5 separate regions of the Mus musculus genome follow, and regions 2, 3, 4 and 5 are each linked to region 1. The links are chromatin contacts, called in public Micro-C and promoter capture Hi-C maps. All regions are on one chromosome and are shown on one strand. Each heading gives the region's core, a stretch centred on a gene start, on an enhancer-like site or on the middle of the called end of the contact. The rest is flanking DNA. Distances are from core to core; before and after follow the strand shown. Region 1 holds the start of 2610306M01Rik (RIKEN cDNA 2610306M01 gene). Region 2 holds the start of Rpn1 (ribophorin I). Region 3 holds the start of Hmces (5-hydroxymethylcytosine (hmC) binding, ES cell specific). Region 4 holds the start of H1f10 (H1.10 linker histone). Region 5 holds the start of Sec61a1 (Sec61 alpha 1 subunit (S. cerevisiae)).

Evidence for each region. Promoter capture Hi-C pulls out the DNA fragments that hold promoters and counts their contacts. Hi-C and Micro-C count contacts between places; a contact is called where the count stands out from the background.
Region 2: a promoter capture Hi-C map of pre-B cells shows a contact between it and region 1, with 4 times the contacts expected there. The contact joins the promoter of Rpn1 here to the promoter of 2610306M01Rik in region 1. A contact is called at or near these places in 2 of 39 promoter capture datasets (liver and pre-B cells), 1 of 484 Hi-C or Micro-C datasets (embryonic stem cells) and 1 of 9 other capture datasets (adipose tissue).
Region 3: a promoter capture Hi-C map of liver shows a contact between it and region 1, with 2.6 times the contacts expected there. The contact joins the promoter of Hmces here to the promoter of 2610306M01Rik in region 1. A contact is called at or near these places in 3 of 39 promoter capture datasets (liver, neutrophils and pre-B cells) and 1 of 115 datasets of contacts at active chromatin or transcription factors (microglia).
Region 4: a Micro-C map of embryonic stem cells shows a contact between it and region 1, with 7 times the contacts expected there. The contact joins the promoter of H1f10 here to the promoter of 2610306M01Rik in region 1. A contact is called at or near these places in 1 of 39 promoter capture datasets (neural stem cells), 1 of 484 Hi-C or Micro-C datasets (embryonic stem cells) and 1 of 115 datasets of contacts at active chromatin or transcription factors (pancreatic cancer cells).
Region 5: a promoter capture Hi-C map of liver shows a contact between it and region 1, with 4 times the contacts expected there. The contact joins the promoter of Sec61a1 here to the promoter of 2610306M01Rik in region 1. A contact is called at or near these places in 4 of 39 promoter capture datasets (liver, neutrophils and pre-B cells), 1 of 484 Hi-C or Micro-C datasets (B cells) and 1 of 115 datasets of contacts at active chromatin or transcription factors (thymic regulatory T cells).

The regions. Positions count from the first base shown.
Region 1 is chr6:86,848,026-86,850,725 of GRCm38.p6, forward strand. It overlaps 2610306M01Rik (RIKEN cDNA 2610306M01 gene), which reads right to left and starts at 1,415. Exons shown (of 1, transcript NR_028298.1): 1 at 382-1,415. Aak1 (AP2 associated kinase 1) reads left to right here and starts at 1,480. Exons shown (of 16, transcript NM_001378654.1): 1 at 1,480-2,190. The coding sequence starts at 2,028.
Region 2 is chr6:88,083,097-88,085,796 of GRCm38.p6, forward strand. It overlaps Rpn1 (ribophorin I), which reads left to right and starts at 1,377. Exons shown (of 10, transcript NM_133933.4): 1 at 1,377-1,698. The coding sequence starts at 1,435.
Region 3 is chr6:87,912,634-87,915,333 of GRCm38.p6, forward strand. Hmces (5-hydroxymethylcytosine (hmC) binding, ES cell specific) reads left to right here and starts at 1,343. Exons shown (of 7, transcript NM_173737.2): 1 at 1,343-1,378; 2 at 1,858-2,062. The coding sequence starts at 1,880. It overlaps Copg1 (coatomer protein complex, subunit gamma 1), which reads left to right. Exons shown (of 24, transcript NM_017477.2): 24 at 1-962.
Region 4 is chr6:87,980,111-87,982,816 of GRCm38.p6, forward strand. H1f10 (H1.10 linker histone) reads right to left here and starts at 1,372. Exons shown (of 1, transcript NM_198622.1): 1 at 311-1,372. The coding sequence starts at 1,246. The coding sequence ends at 680. It overlaps Gm5577 (predicted gene 5577), which reads left to right and starts at 1,573. Exons shown (of 2, transcript NR_026990.1): 1 at 1,573-1,774.
Region 5 is chr6:88,517,383-88,520,082 of GRCm38.p6, forward strand. It overlaps Sec61a1 (Sec61 alpha 1 subunit (S. cerevisiae)), which reads right to left and starts at 1,418. Exons shown (of 12, transcript NM_016906.4): 1 at 1,304-1,418; 2 at 989-1,056. The coding sequence starts at 1,310.

The DNA of each region.
Region 1 (2,700 bases), core at 165-2,664:
TATGGTACCACATGAAATAAGAAACCGCAATAGCCACCGCCAGCACAGCCGGACTCAATATTCAGATTAACCAAGAGCCATCTTTTTTTGTTCTATTTTTCAAGACAGGGTTTCTCTGCATAGCCCTGGCTGCCCTGGAACTCATTCTGTAACCCAGGTTGTCCTCGAAATCAGAAATCTGCCTGCTTCTGCCTCCCAAGTGCTGGGATTAAAGACGTGAGCCACCACTGCCCAGCAAGACCCATCTTTTTTTATTTCCTGGGGGCCCCCTTCTAGATCTTCCTCAAGTGCCTGAAGTAGAAATTCTGGGATGAACTGCAAGAGGGTAGTTGCATCTTTAAGAAGTGTGGGGAGCTGGTGGAAAAATAACCTATACTCAAAAAAGAGAAAAAACCATGTATTTCTTGGGGGAGAGGGCAGGGGAGGCAGGGATTTGGCACGACAACAACATCTTCTGTGAAGCAATCTAGGAGGAGAGATCTCAATTCCTTTCCAAATCCTTAGCATTTGACAGGTGCCAATCACACAGCCCTGTACTCTATCCGCACCCAAGCGATCCTTAGTAAACACAGCATCTTCTTGCGAAAGATTCTGAAGAGAAAGCAGTAGGTGTGTCTAAAGTTCCCTTTAAAGGCGTGAATATATCTGGTAAGGACCAGGCAAATCTGGGTCGGCAGAGGGCCATGGTTTGGGGTGGAGCCCAAGGATGGATGTAGCCTGGTCCCTAGATGCTCCGTGTACTGGATCTCCCGCAGTTCCTTCTTCGACCCTCAGGCTTCTCAGTTCTCATCGTGGTCGGGGACCGGAAGACACCTGCTTTGTTTCCTTCAGCACCGAGATTCCGCTCGGCTCCCTGCTGGCATCATACCCACTTCTCCCCAGCCCCCAAGCCTTCAGTACCTCCGCTCCCATGACGTCGGGGAACTCCCAAACCCAACTGGGGCGAGGCAGCTAAACCGCGTCCTTCAGGTGTCAGTCCGGACTCCTGTGAAACCACAATTCCCAGAGTGCCTCTGTCCATGAGGCCAAGCCATAGATAAAATGGCTACAGAGAGTGGGACGTGCAGCTGGAAAACTAGTCTCTGGTGACTTTAGCAGATGTACTTAAATACCCGAAGCCTCACTTCTGCACCACTCCACTATCATCTCCAGTCCCTGGAGACGGCGTCCGAAGGTGCGCTCGCTCCCGGGGCATCTTGGGAATTGTAGTCCAGATGCCAGATTACCCCGAACTACTCTTCCCAGGGTGCTCAGCGGCAGGACTACGGCAACGCTCTCTTCCAAGTGTCTCTGTCCCGAGTTCCACTGCTCTGGTTCCCTTCTTGCCATCGGTTTCTTTCGCTCTGTAGCTATAGCTGGTGCACCTGAGACGGCCCCTGAGAAGGGGCTGTGCGGCCCTGAGAAGCACTTCCGGTGGCAGGTCACTTCCGGGTGGGTGGTCGGAGCCGACGGGCGCGCGCGCGGGGGAGGGGCGGCCTCAGCGCGGCGCTCGGGGATCAGCTGGCGGGCGGGCGGGCGCCGAAGCGGCCCCGGCTCTGCGGCAGCGCCGCCTCCTTCGTGTCGCAGGCCGGCGGCCGTGGCCATGTCGCGGGGCTGGTAGCTGGGCTCGCCGCCGAGCGGCCGCTAGTGGGTGTCCGGGGCCCGGGGCGGGGGTCCGGGCAGGGGTCCGGTGCGTTTCCAGGGCTTTCCCGAAGAAAATGCACGCAGCGTTTCCTCTGGATGACGGCCTGTGCTTTCCCTAGGACCCGGCAGTTAGGCTCTGGAGTGTGTTACTGATTCATCCTCTCTCTGCCTCTGTCATCGCAGGTTTAAACTTAAACGATCGCTCCCCGAGGAGGAGGGGACCCGCCGCGCGATTGACAGTCTATTCCTGCAGGCGCCGTCCCTCAGCCCCCACCCCACGGCCGGATTCCCGGGGCTCTGCTCAGGGCTGAAACCGGAGAAGAAATCCTTAGATCTCTTTTCTTTACAACAAATACGAACCTAGAAACCATCGGCATTTTGCCTTGGCATTTCATATTGGAAAGATGAAGAAGTTTTTCGACTCCAGGCGGGAGCAGGGGAGCTCTGGCCTGGGTTCAGGCTCCAGCGGAGGAGGGGGCAGCAGCTCAGGCCTGGGCAGTGGTTACATCGGAAGGGTCTTCGGCATCGGGAGGCAGCAGGTCACCGTGGACGAGGTGTTGGCGGAAGGTATGTTGGGAAGCCAGTGCGCGGTGAATTAATCTCGTGTGCTGATGTGGCAAGACTCTGGTTTCTAGTTGTATGAATGGGTTTTGACCAACTGACCCTCCCTTCCCCCTCTGCACTTTCCTTGCGAGTCATTGTCCTTGAGAGAATTAAAACTCAGACTGGGAATTGACAGGGCTTGGGGGGGCAGTATTGCCCAAATAGTTTACCTCAGTGGCCTTTCATTTGGGTGGGTGGGGGGAGCGCGTGGAGAAATCTCTTCCTTTGACCGAATTATTCGGATCCTATGTGTGAAGTATAAGTGAAATGCAGGGTGGTGGTCTTGCCATTTCCCTGAAACTTTAAATTCTGATGCGGAGGCTGAAGGGTGGGGATGGGGAGAGATCTTAAAGGAGAGGGGGGCTTCTCCCACCTAACTTTCCTATTTCTTTAAGTAGGTAGCCAAAGAGGATTTCTCTGGGGACAGGAATGCATTTTTTGGTGTTTTGGTTAGGTTTGTTTCTTTACCCAACT
Region 2 (2,700 bases), core at 127-2,626, 1.2 Mb after region 1:
CGGAAGAATTCAAGTCCTTTGAGAGAGCAGCAAATCCTCCTAACCACTAAGCTGTCTCTGCATACATAATGTATGTACTCGCGTGCAAACAGTAAGTAGTTTTGTTTTCTGGGCCATATAGTCTGGTTTGCAACTACACTACTGTTACTGTTGTACTGTGAAAGCAATCATAAGCTACGGACAAATGAACGTAGCTATGTTCCAATAAAACTTTATAGACACAGATAGATTGTTGGCCTGCAGGTGCTAATTTCCTGACTTCTGCTTTGTAGGGAGGAGCATGGCCAGCCCTCCATTCTCTCTTCTCATTGGCTGGTATCAATGTTTGAATATTTCCATCTCCTCCCAAAATTTACCTTCGAATTACATCCTTCAAGCAACAACATTGGGACGCATTCTCATTTGGGGAGTGGAGACTGTACACAACCATTGTGCAGGGGGCTTGGAGATTTTATAGGGTTGAAAAAAGGGAACTTTAGGGGAGCAAAGTTTTATCTGTAGATTTTTTCATATATATATATATACATATATACATACATATATATATGTATATATGTATATATATATATATATATATATATATATATATATATGGTTTCAAGGCCCAAAAAATGCCATTGGATGTTTTCGTCACTAAGCTGGCTTTCTTGTCAGGTGTATCAGTACACTGACTACAGTTTCTCTGCTCACTTGAAGTTCATTGTTTTTGGTCATTAATTCTTCAGTGTGACTTTGGGAGATGATAGCACTAGAGGAATCCATCTGCAAGATGCCTTTGTAAAAGGGCTTGCCTCAGAGAGACCCTTTCCTGCCTTTCTGTCATATGACGATATGCAATGCCTTCCTTAGAAGGCATGCAATGTCAAAGTGCCACCTTGGTAGTAAATAGCAGCCCTCACCAGACAGCTAGTCCTGCCAGTGACTTCGCCTTGGACTCCTACAACTGTGATAAATGTCAACAGGTATCTGAGGTTAATATCATCAACCTTGGTTAGTTGCTTAAGGTTTCTGCCATCACTCACATTAATGGTTGAACTAAATATTAGAGGAGAGACTTGAGTTTCTGGAAATTTCCCATTTTCCTTTAAACTTTTGCCCACTTAGCATTCGTATCACTATAGAGAAGGCAAAGTTAGTTCCTTAGACTAAGCTATAGTATACTGTTTTTGAGCTGAGAGGCCAGAGTTATTTTGCATAAGCATGAAGGAAACAGACAGGATATAAGGAAATCAGGGGTGAATACGGCTATTAAGCGCCCCAAGAAGTACGCCTGCACTTTAAGATTTTCAATCAGGCGCCCCACGATCGCCCGGTTGCCCTGGAGACGGGGTCCTTTCTGACCGGGCCCAGCCATCTTGTGGTGCTGTTGGCCAATCAGCGGTTGCGCCGTGGCGGGGGGGCGGGGCGCGTGTCGGTGGCGCTCAGCTCGCGGTCATGGAGTCGCCGGTCGCCTTGCTGTTGCTGCTGCTGCTATGTCTCGGGGCCTTGGCCCCGACGCCCGGCAGCGCCTCCTCGGAGGCTCCGCCGCTGGTCAACGAGGACGTGAAGCGCACGGTGGACCTGAGCAGCCACCTAGCCAAGGTGACGGCTGAGGTGGTCCTGGTACACCCGGGCGGCGGCTCCACATCACGAGCCAGCTCTTTCGTTCTGGCCCTGGAGCCAGAACTGGAGTCGCGGCTTGCGCACCTAGGCGTGCAGGTGAGCGGAGGGAGGAGCCGGCGAACCTCACGCGGGATGCCTGAGGCGATCGGGGATCCCTGGGGAGGGGCGGGGAGGTTGAGGGCGTTAGGGATCCTCCAGGTGTCTGGTTGTCTGAAAGGCAGGTGTTGGAGGGGGACAGCGGAGAGGTTGGGGTCCGCCGTCTCTCTTGTCCGCGTGTCCTCTCGGACACGTCAGCACAAGCTTCCGAGCGTGGGGCACCGCCCACGTGGCTGCTCTGGAGCCCAAGGCGACCCCTTGGTCCCCTGGCGACCTCCTTCCGCACCCCAAGAGGATCTTGGCTGTGGCCGGGTGCGGTACTTCGGGTACCCAGCTTCTTTTCTGTCCCCTGGACTTGCTCGTCTAGTGGAGGACTATCAGTGAGTTAAGACAATTTATTTCCTGAATGCAATTGACTGGTGTAGTCTGTTCTCTCCAGACAGCAGCGTTCAGAAATACAGCAGGTTTCTGGTATTAAAGTTTGTCATTCCTCGCACCCGGTTAATGTAACACTCCTCTGAAAGCTGCTGCTTAACGCTTTCTTAATGTTCAGACTAATTGAAGAGTCAGCCCCTTATGCTGTACAGAAAGGTGAAGCCCAGGTCTGTTCCTCCCCACCGTCTCTCATTGGAACACTTCAGCATTTAGCCTTCTGTACTTTTCATTGAATACACTTTTATACCTTTCAAGGAAAGAAATCGCTGGCTTTGGGAATAGAGGGAATATCCACACAGGTTAATTTTTATTACTGTTCTCATTAACTATATTCATTAAGTGATTACCCAATTTACTAGGAGACTAAGCACACCACATTCTTTTTAACTGTATGGAGCTATAAAGCTGGACTTATAATAGTCACTGAAGTGACTCCTGTCCCCTTTACATTGAAGCCTTGTTCATGCTCAGCATGGCTTTCCTCAAATATTTCTGGAAAGACATTCATGACTTCATTGGATGCTCAGTCCTGTTTTGTGAAAATCAGTCATGACTTAATGAAGTCAT
Region 3 (2,700 bases), core at 93-2,592, 1.1 Mb after region 1:
CTGAGGCCTCCCTTCACCAAATGGAGCGTGTGCATAGCCCCTCGGGACTGTCAGTGCCAAGCTTAGGGTGGGGTTAAAGGCTAGCCGAATGACAACAGCTAGCAGGTCTGGTAAGCCACTCATCTACAGGCATCTGTAGATGGATGGGTGTCCAAAGGTCCTTAGAGGGTGTCATGATCTGCTCTGGGTCTATGAGTGGGAAAAACAGTATCTGCATTCCTTTTGGGCTGGAGTAAGAAATCCTAGGGGATGCTTCAGGGCTTGGGCTTTAAACTCAAATCAGGTGGTTTAAACTGTTGGAAACACTTGAAGAACTGGACCTCCTGTGAGGCTACTCAGATGGCTCAGCAGGTAAAGGTACCTATCAGGACGGACTACCCACTTGGTAGAAGGAGAGGACCATTTTGCAATAGTTGCCGCCTAACCTCATGCACACCTGTATACTGTATGCACATGCACATGTACACATTAGAACAGAGGCCTGCACCTTTAAGCCGAATCCCATAACATGAAGACATCAGGCTACACTTGAGCATCGTTAAGCTGTTTTAGCTATGGCCTATTTCATGACTGGTCCTGGCTCCACCATGTACTTGGTCAGGCATGCAGTGGTGAACTAAGTAACGTGGTGTGAAACTTCCTAACAGGTTATAAAGAGATTTCTCATTTGGGGGGTTTTCTCAAGTAGGTGACCTGAAGGCTGCTCCCTAAAGACATCCCTCTGTCCCCCACCTTCCATCCCTCTCCTGGGGACTGAGCAGTTGCTCTTGCCTGGCCTCTCTGCCTCATTCCATCCCTTTATGAAGGCCTCTCCAGGCTTTAAAGGAAAGCCTGACCTTCAAGGCCACATCCTGCTTAGCCCTTCCTGACTGTATTCTTCCTGCCTAATACCCTCCCCTTCTACTCCCAGGCCTGGTCATAGCCTGGAAGCCATTCCATTCAAATAAACTTCATTAAAGAAATTGGTGTCAGCCTCCTTTTGTGAAGATTACAGCTTACTCTAGTTTTATTTAAAGGCTTGCACACACCCCACACACAAATGTTAAAAAGGAAACCAGGTGGGGCTTCCTGACCCTTAGGGGTTTGTGGGAATAGCTAGAGAGTCTCAATTCGGATGGCCTTACACATTGAGGGTGGGCAGCACAGGTTTTCTGGCTTCAGATTCCGGCCTGGGAAGGGGGACCCTGAGGCCTCCTGGGGTGCCTGTCTCAGGTCAGTGCATTTTGTCTTGCTTCACCTAGCCACACCCCCACCTGTGGGGAGGGAACCCCGACGGCGCGACGTCACGTCGGGGGCGGGGCGGGGTTACCGAGGAGCGGGACGGGCGTCTCTTAGGCGGACGCTAGCTGCGAGGAAGGGTGGACTAGACCCTCGGGCGGTGAGAGGACGCGGGCGCGTGGGGAGGGCCTCGTTGAGGGGATGAGGACGGACGGGCGGGCGGGAGGAGGGCCGCGCTGAGGAGAAGCTAGCGGGCGGAAGAGAGGACCCGGCGGAGGGGACGCCGGCGGGCGGGCAGGCGAGGACCGCCCACGTTCCGAGCTGGAGCCTTGGCGCCGACAAGGCCCCGCCCGGGACCTGAGCGTGTCCCCGCGGGGCGGTAGTGCGGTGGCCGCGGCCCGCGAGTGTCGCTGGCGTCAAAGCCGAGCGCTCTCACCTTTCCCTGCTGCGTCCGTGGGAAACAACCTGGGAGGAGCGGCTTTCTTTCTCGCCCGCCACCCGAGGGCCTGCTTGGGGACTGTGGGCCCCGCAGTGGCCGGGACTGGCTGACCTAACGGAGCCTCCGCGGAAGATGTGGCTTCGCGGGGAGATTGGCGTGACCTAGGGAGGAGAACCTTAGGGTTTTGTGACTTTCTCTAGGTCTGAGCGGCAGCGCTGAAGTATGTGCGGGCGAACGTCCTGTCACTTGCCCAGAGAGGTTCTCACCAGGGCCTGCGCCTATCAGGATCGGCAGGGCCGGCGGCGGCTCCCGCAGTGGAGGGACCCCGACAAGTACTGCCCCTCCTACAACAAGAGCCCGCAGTCCAGCAGCCCCGTGCTGCTCTCCAGACTGCACTTTGAGAAGGTAAGGAGTGTGTCAGCACCATCGGAGCTTCTGGGCCAGCATCGCCGTGGCCATCTGACTCGTGACCCATGTGCCGCCATCTGCCCAGCCTCCGGAATGACCCGAAAAGCAGCCTTTACAGATACATTAAGGCCCTAATCCCTCTGGGTCTCTGCAAGAAATAAGTCAGCATTCTTCAGGGTCAGTTAAACTGTTTGAATGTATGCCCAAATTATGTGAACCTCATATCTGAATACATTTAAGAATTCTTTTGAGACAGAGTCTTAACTATGAATGTAGCCCTGGCGGTCCTGGAACTCCCTATAGAGGCCCAGCTGACCTCAGATTTTCAGCAAATCTGCCTGTCTCCAGAATCCTGTATTACAGGTGTGTACACTCTGACACGCTTGACTCTCTCTCTCTCTCTCTCTCTTTTTTTTTTTAAGATCGCATTTTTCAAGTATTACTGATTTATCAGCGTCATCTGTCCTTATATTAAAAACAAAAAAGCAAAAACCCAAGTGTGGTGTCACACACCTTTCATCCCAGCACTTAGGAGGCCGGAGGAAGGCAGATCTCTGAGTTGGAGGCTAGTCAAGGCTGCATAGTAAAACTGTGTCTCAAAAAACTGATTTGTGGAGCTTACAGAGCTTGCAGCC
Region 4 (2,706 bases), core at 122-2,621, 1.1 Mb after region 1:
ACTTGTATGTGTACATACTGTTCAGAACCTTCCTAGTCTTCCATTTGGTAAAACTGTCCATTATGTTGCACTAGATCCTGAGGTTTAATTTCCAACATGTAGAAATCTTTTATCTTTTATATGCTGGACACTGCAGCAACCCAAGACTGGGAACCCACTTTTACAAGAGTTCTCCACTGGGCAGCTGTCTCTGGGCACATCTGTCCCACCTCTGGCAGCGCCTGCTAGTTGTCTAGCTGGTCTTAATGACCCTCGACTCCCCCGCAGGAACCCCAAGCAGCCTCCAGCGCCCACAAGACAACGACAATGGTCAAGGTTGGAACCGTTTATTGCGCCCCAGGAAGGCAGCGGGCGGAGCAAGGCGCCACACAACCCAAGCGCCTGGTGGCCATCAGCGGGCACAGTAGGCAGGCGCCACCAGGCCATTGGCGCCGCCGGGCCGGTAACCATGGCGACGGCCGTTGCCAAGGGTGAGAGCCAATGGGGGCGTCGCCAGGGCCGTTTCAAAAACCTAAAGCAAACAGAACGCAGCATCGCTGGGGGAGGGGCGGGGGAGGGGACAGGGATCAGGGACCTGGGCCAGGCGGAACCCTACGGAACCGGTACACCGAGGGTGGGGGGGGCGGATAGGGATAGAGACAGATGGAAAACTCGACGATGTCGCCAGACCGTAGGGGCGTCACTTGCGGCCCTTGGGCACCTTGGGCACGCTGGGTTTGGCCGCCTTCTTCACTTTCTTCGCGCTGGCAGCAGCCGCCGCCTTCTTGCTCTTGTGCGCGCGCCGCTCCGGCTGCGGCCTGGCGGGCGTTCTGTCCGCCGCCGCCGTGCGCGCCTTGGGCGCGGGGCTGCTGGCCGCCGAAGCTCCGCGCCGCTCCGCGCCGCCCTCCAGCTTCTTGCGGTTCAGCTTGAAGGATCCGTTGGCGCCGGTGCCCTTCACCTGCAGTAGCGTATCGTTCTGCACCAGCGCCCGGATAGAGTACTTGAGGTAGGTGCGCCCGTTCTGCTGGTCGAACCATGCCACCTTCCTGGCCTCAGCGTAGATGCGCGCCAGAGACGAGCCGCCGCGCTCCCCCAGCTTGCGGATGGTCTCCACCACCAGCTGGCTGTACTTGCCTGGCTGGTTCTTCTTGCGGTTCTTCCTTCTCTTGGGCTGCGTGGGCGCCGCAGAGCCGCCGGCCTTGGCCGTCTTGCGGGCCGTCCCGTCGGCGCTCGTTGGCGGCAGGGCCTCCTCAAGCTCCACCGACATGGTGGCCAGCGGGTTGGCGGCAGGCGGCGCGCGGTAGCCGGGGGGCCGCGCCGGGAAGAGGAAGGCGAGGGGCCGCGGCGGCGCCGGGGGACTGGGGGCGCGCGGCGGCTCCAGGCGGGAGCGGCCGCGGCCGGGCCTGGGACCAGGCGGCAGGGCTGAGGTGCGGGCGGGGGCCGGGCCGGCCGCGGCGGGGCTGGGGGGGTGGGATGCGGAGAGGAGCCTGCGGGGAGCGCGGCAGCACTGCGCGGGCTCCGGAGCTCTGGGCGTGCGCGCTACGCTCTGGCGGAGAGCGCGCCCCGCTCCGCTTTTATTTCCCCGTGGCGGACCACGTTGAGAACAACAACAGCCTGGGCCCAGTCCAGCGCCAACTTGTGCTTCTTGGAGCGCCTTCCGCGGCCACTGGCTCCTCCGCCCGCGGCTCCCGGGCGCGGCTGCACCCTCAGCAGTGTGCCCTGGACAGCATCCGAGCCCGCTGCGCTGCGCAGAGGCGGCCTGCGCCTAGGACGGGCTCAGCGGAGCGGCTCAGAGGTGTGTACCCCAGGCTATAGGAGCATGGAGGAGGGGGGCGCTCGATTTGCAAAGGATTAGCACGGGCCCCGGGCGAGACCCCAAGACCGAGAACTTTGCAGGCGGCAGACAAGAGTGCTCCTCAGGCACCTGAGTTGGTTCTGGGCCCAGGGGACCACAGCCCTGCCCGCAGGAAGGGCATTAATTTGTCCCAACTAACACAGGGTACGCCCTCACGCGGCCGACAGGAGCAAGGCAAAGCCCGAGAGCGTGCTGGGGCGGGGGTCTTCTCAGAATCCTAAGGGGAACCAACAGAAGGGAATTGCCCTGAGGTTGCACGCCTGGCATCTCAAAGATGAGTCAGTGCAGGCACGACCACAAGGGCCTCTCCCTAGACACTTCCTCACCACTCTCTGGCCCCAAGTACCCCATTTTGTGATGCTTAAGTAGCCGTCCCTGGACCCCTCAGAATTAGATGGGGGCTCCAGGATGGAAAAGTGTAAGGTTACCCTTAAGGCATTTCCCTTAGAGGGTGTGGCAGGGGATTTGGCTTTTGAGGATCCTGCCGGCTTTGGGGGATCGAATACTGCATCACTTGGTGCGGGAGGACTTGAAGGAGGTGGTGGTACAGAGAAGGACCTGAAAGCCTGGGAAGTAGTCCAACGGTGGAGAGAGGGCTGTGCAGGCAATGGCCAGCCTGCGGAGGACATAGTAGACACCACTAAAGCGTCCAGGCCAGCTTTGTTCCAATAGGTAAGCAGTTCCCTGGCCTCTTGGGTGAAAAGAGGGAGTGACTGCCTGTAGATCAAGAAGGCCCAGATTCTCAGCCTTTCAAACTCAGTACTCGTGGGTGTGCCAGCCTCCCCGCACCCCACGACCTCATCCCCATCAAAGGAAGGATCGTCAGGAAGTGGCCAGGGTTTAGCAGAGCCCAGAGCCCAAGTCATCCTCTT
Region 5 (2,700 bases), core at 168-2,667, 1.7 Mb after region 1:
AATGTAAAGCGTGGGACTTGGGTTTCTTGGCCCTCGAGCCAGAATCTCTGCACTGAGGTGGAACAGATAAAGTTCTGAACATCATCCTGGCAAAGGCAGCAAGGGTACTGCAAGGCATTTGCATAGAACTATGGAAAGTAAAAACTAAATTAGAAGCACAAAGTATCCATGTGAATGCCAACTACAAATGCCAGATGTGAATATATGACAGTCTGAAAAAAAAAAAAAAACCCAAAATACCAAAAAAAACAAAACAAAACAAAAAAAACCCCAAAACCAAAACCAAAAAAAACACCAAAAACCAAACCAGGAACACAAAGTAGATTTACTGTTTTCTGAGCCCATGGGCCTGGACTTTCCTTCACCGGGCACTCTCACACTAGGAACATTTATTCTTGGGCCGAAGCTGCCTGCCACAGAAATTCTGATTAAGATTCACATTAAGCATTAAGGTGCTACAGTTCTCTCCTTCCTTGTTTTAGAGCACCTGCTGTCAATGGCAGCAGACTTCACTAGTGCATGTAAACTCGATGCTGGGGCAGCATACATTCAAATAAAAACCACAAACACGTTCATATCGATTACACGACTCGATTTTTCCTTTGGAAACCAGATACCGAAGTCACCTCCCACACGAAACAAACACCCCATCATCTGCTCCTGCTGGAGGTGAAGAACGGAGGGTAACTCAATCTGGGATCCTAACTGAGGTCTTAATCAATCACTGCTCAGACCCACTTTCGGACTAGGCAAACCTGAGGCTTTGTTAACCACTATCCACTAAAGATGCTCCTAACGAGACAAGGTGTTGGGAGAATTCCCACACAACCGGGTCACCTTTCAACGGCTCCCGTGAGTATCCCAGCACACACAGCTACACTCCAGAGGGGCAGTTTTCACTCGGTGTGCTGAGGCCATTTTTAATTGTACTGTAAACTCCCAGCGCCCAATTTTGCAAGTCTTCTTTGACCACCATCTGGGGACTTACCTTTCTCTCTGGCTTCTGAATTTCCGGCAAGATGACACAGAATGGCTTGATGACTTCCAGAAATTTGACTTTGATGGAAGAAACAGAAAGAGAAGGAGTTAGGTACGGAGTAACTTGAGGGCACCTGAGGGAGCCCGGCACGATGAGAGCCGGGCGTGGGCGTGCGGGGACCCAGAAGGCTCGGTCTAGGGGCGCGGGAACGAGTCCCCCAGGCAGGCCGCGTTCCGCCAGGATCGGGAAGCACGGCGGGCGAGCGCCCAAACGGGGAAAGGCGACGCATCCTGGCTGCGCCGGGGTGGCCCCCAGGAAACTCACTCGCCATGGCGGCGGCTGATCCGACTACACGCCCGGCCCCGACTGCGCTCCACTTCGAGTGAGGAGGCGCTGCTAGCTCCGGAGCGCGCTTCCTCGACCGAGAGACACGTCAGTGATAGCCCGGCGGCGAGCGGCGCGGCGAGGCGGGGCCGGGGATGGGCCACCGGCCGCTTCCGCTTCCTGCCACGCGCGCCCGCCGCGCCGCCTGCGCCAAGACCACAACTCCCGGCATGCAGCAGGAGCAGAGAGGCTGTCGGGAAGACGACTGTCGGGCCACACCGGAACTGGGCGTGTGCAGCTGCGCAGACTCTCCCGGAAGTGAGGGCCAAATCAGCCCTTGTTACTAGTGGACGCTTCGTGGTGGTGTTGGCCCTACGAAGCAGGCGATTCGGCTTTCCGTGTCGGTGGCCCTCAGTACCAGTGATAGCATGTCGCGACCCAGTAGGCCTCAGCTGCTGCTCGTCACGCACGACAGAGCAGCAGTGTGCTGAATCCTACCCTGCATGGCTTACCCTACCCTACAATACCCTCCTGGGTGCTGTAGGCTGCCTCCAAGGATGTCTGAGCTCATGCATTTGAGGACGTTCGGCAAAGGCCGGGTCTGGCGGCTCTGGGTGGGCTTTGGCGCAGCGCATTCCAAGAAGGCCTTTGGAACTGGAGAGTTAGGAGAGATGAAGAAACCGAGCCAAGCCTTGCAGCCCCATATCTTCAGGGAAAAGAATACATCTGGGCTGGAGGAAAGGGTGTGCGAAGGGGACTGGGCAAGGTGGGGCAACATGAAACTTACTCTTTAGTGGGATCTCTGATCTCAGTGCTGTGTGCTGTCTGAAATCGACTTCTTGCTGTGCACCCTGAGTGCTGAGTTTCATGCAGCCAAGTCCTGACTTCAACGGAGAGGTTTGCTGTGGCCACGTCCTTAGAAACATTCTAGACAGCCAGCCCCATGTCATTGATAGGACATTTATATTTAATTTGGCATTAAGTTGCATGTGCGTACACAAATATAGATGGGTTTAGGGGAAAGCACTAAGTCAATATACTTAGCACAATGTGAGGTTTTTGTTTTCGATTCTTTAAGCTAGGTCTCTAGGTAGCCCTCGATACCACTATGTAGACTAGGCTGGCTTCAGATTCACAGAGATCCCACCTGACTGCTCTGAGTGCTGGGACTAGCCGTGCATGTGCCACCACAGCAGGCCACAATGTGAGGTTTTTGAAACAGAGGTGCAGTGTTTTTGCATGTACACATTTTAAAGATTTAATTATTAAATATTAGAGACAGATGCCTAAAGAGACAATAAAATCTAAATGAAGTTTTGATTAAGTATTTCTTTGAGATTTATTTTTATTGTTTCTGTGCTCACGTAAGTATGATAACAGGTGCCCTTTGAAGGTAG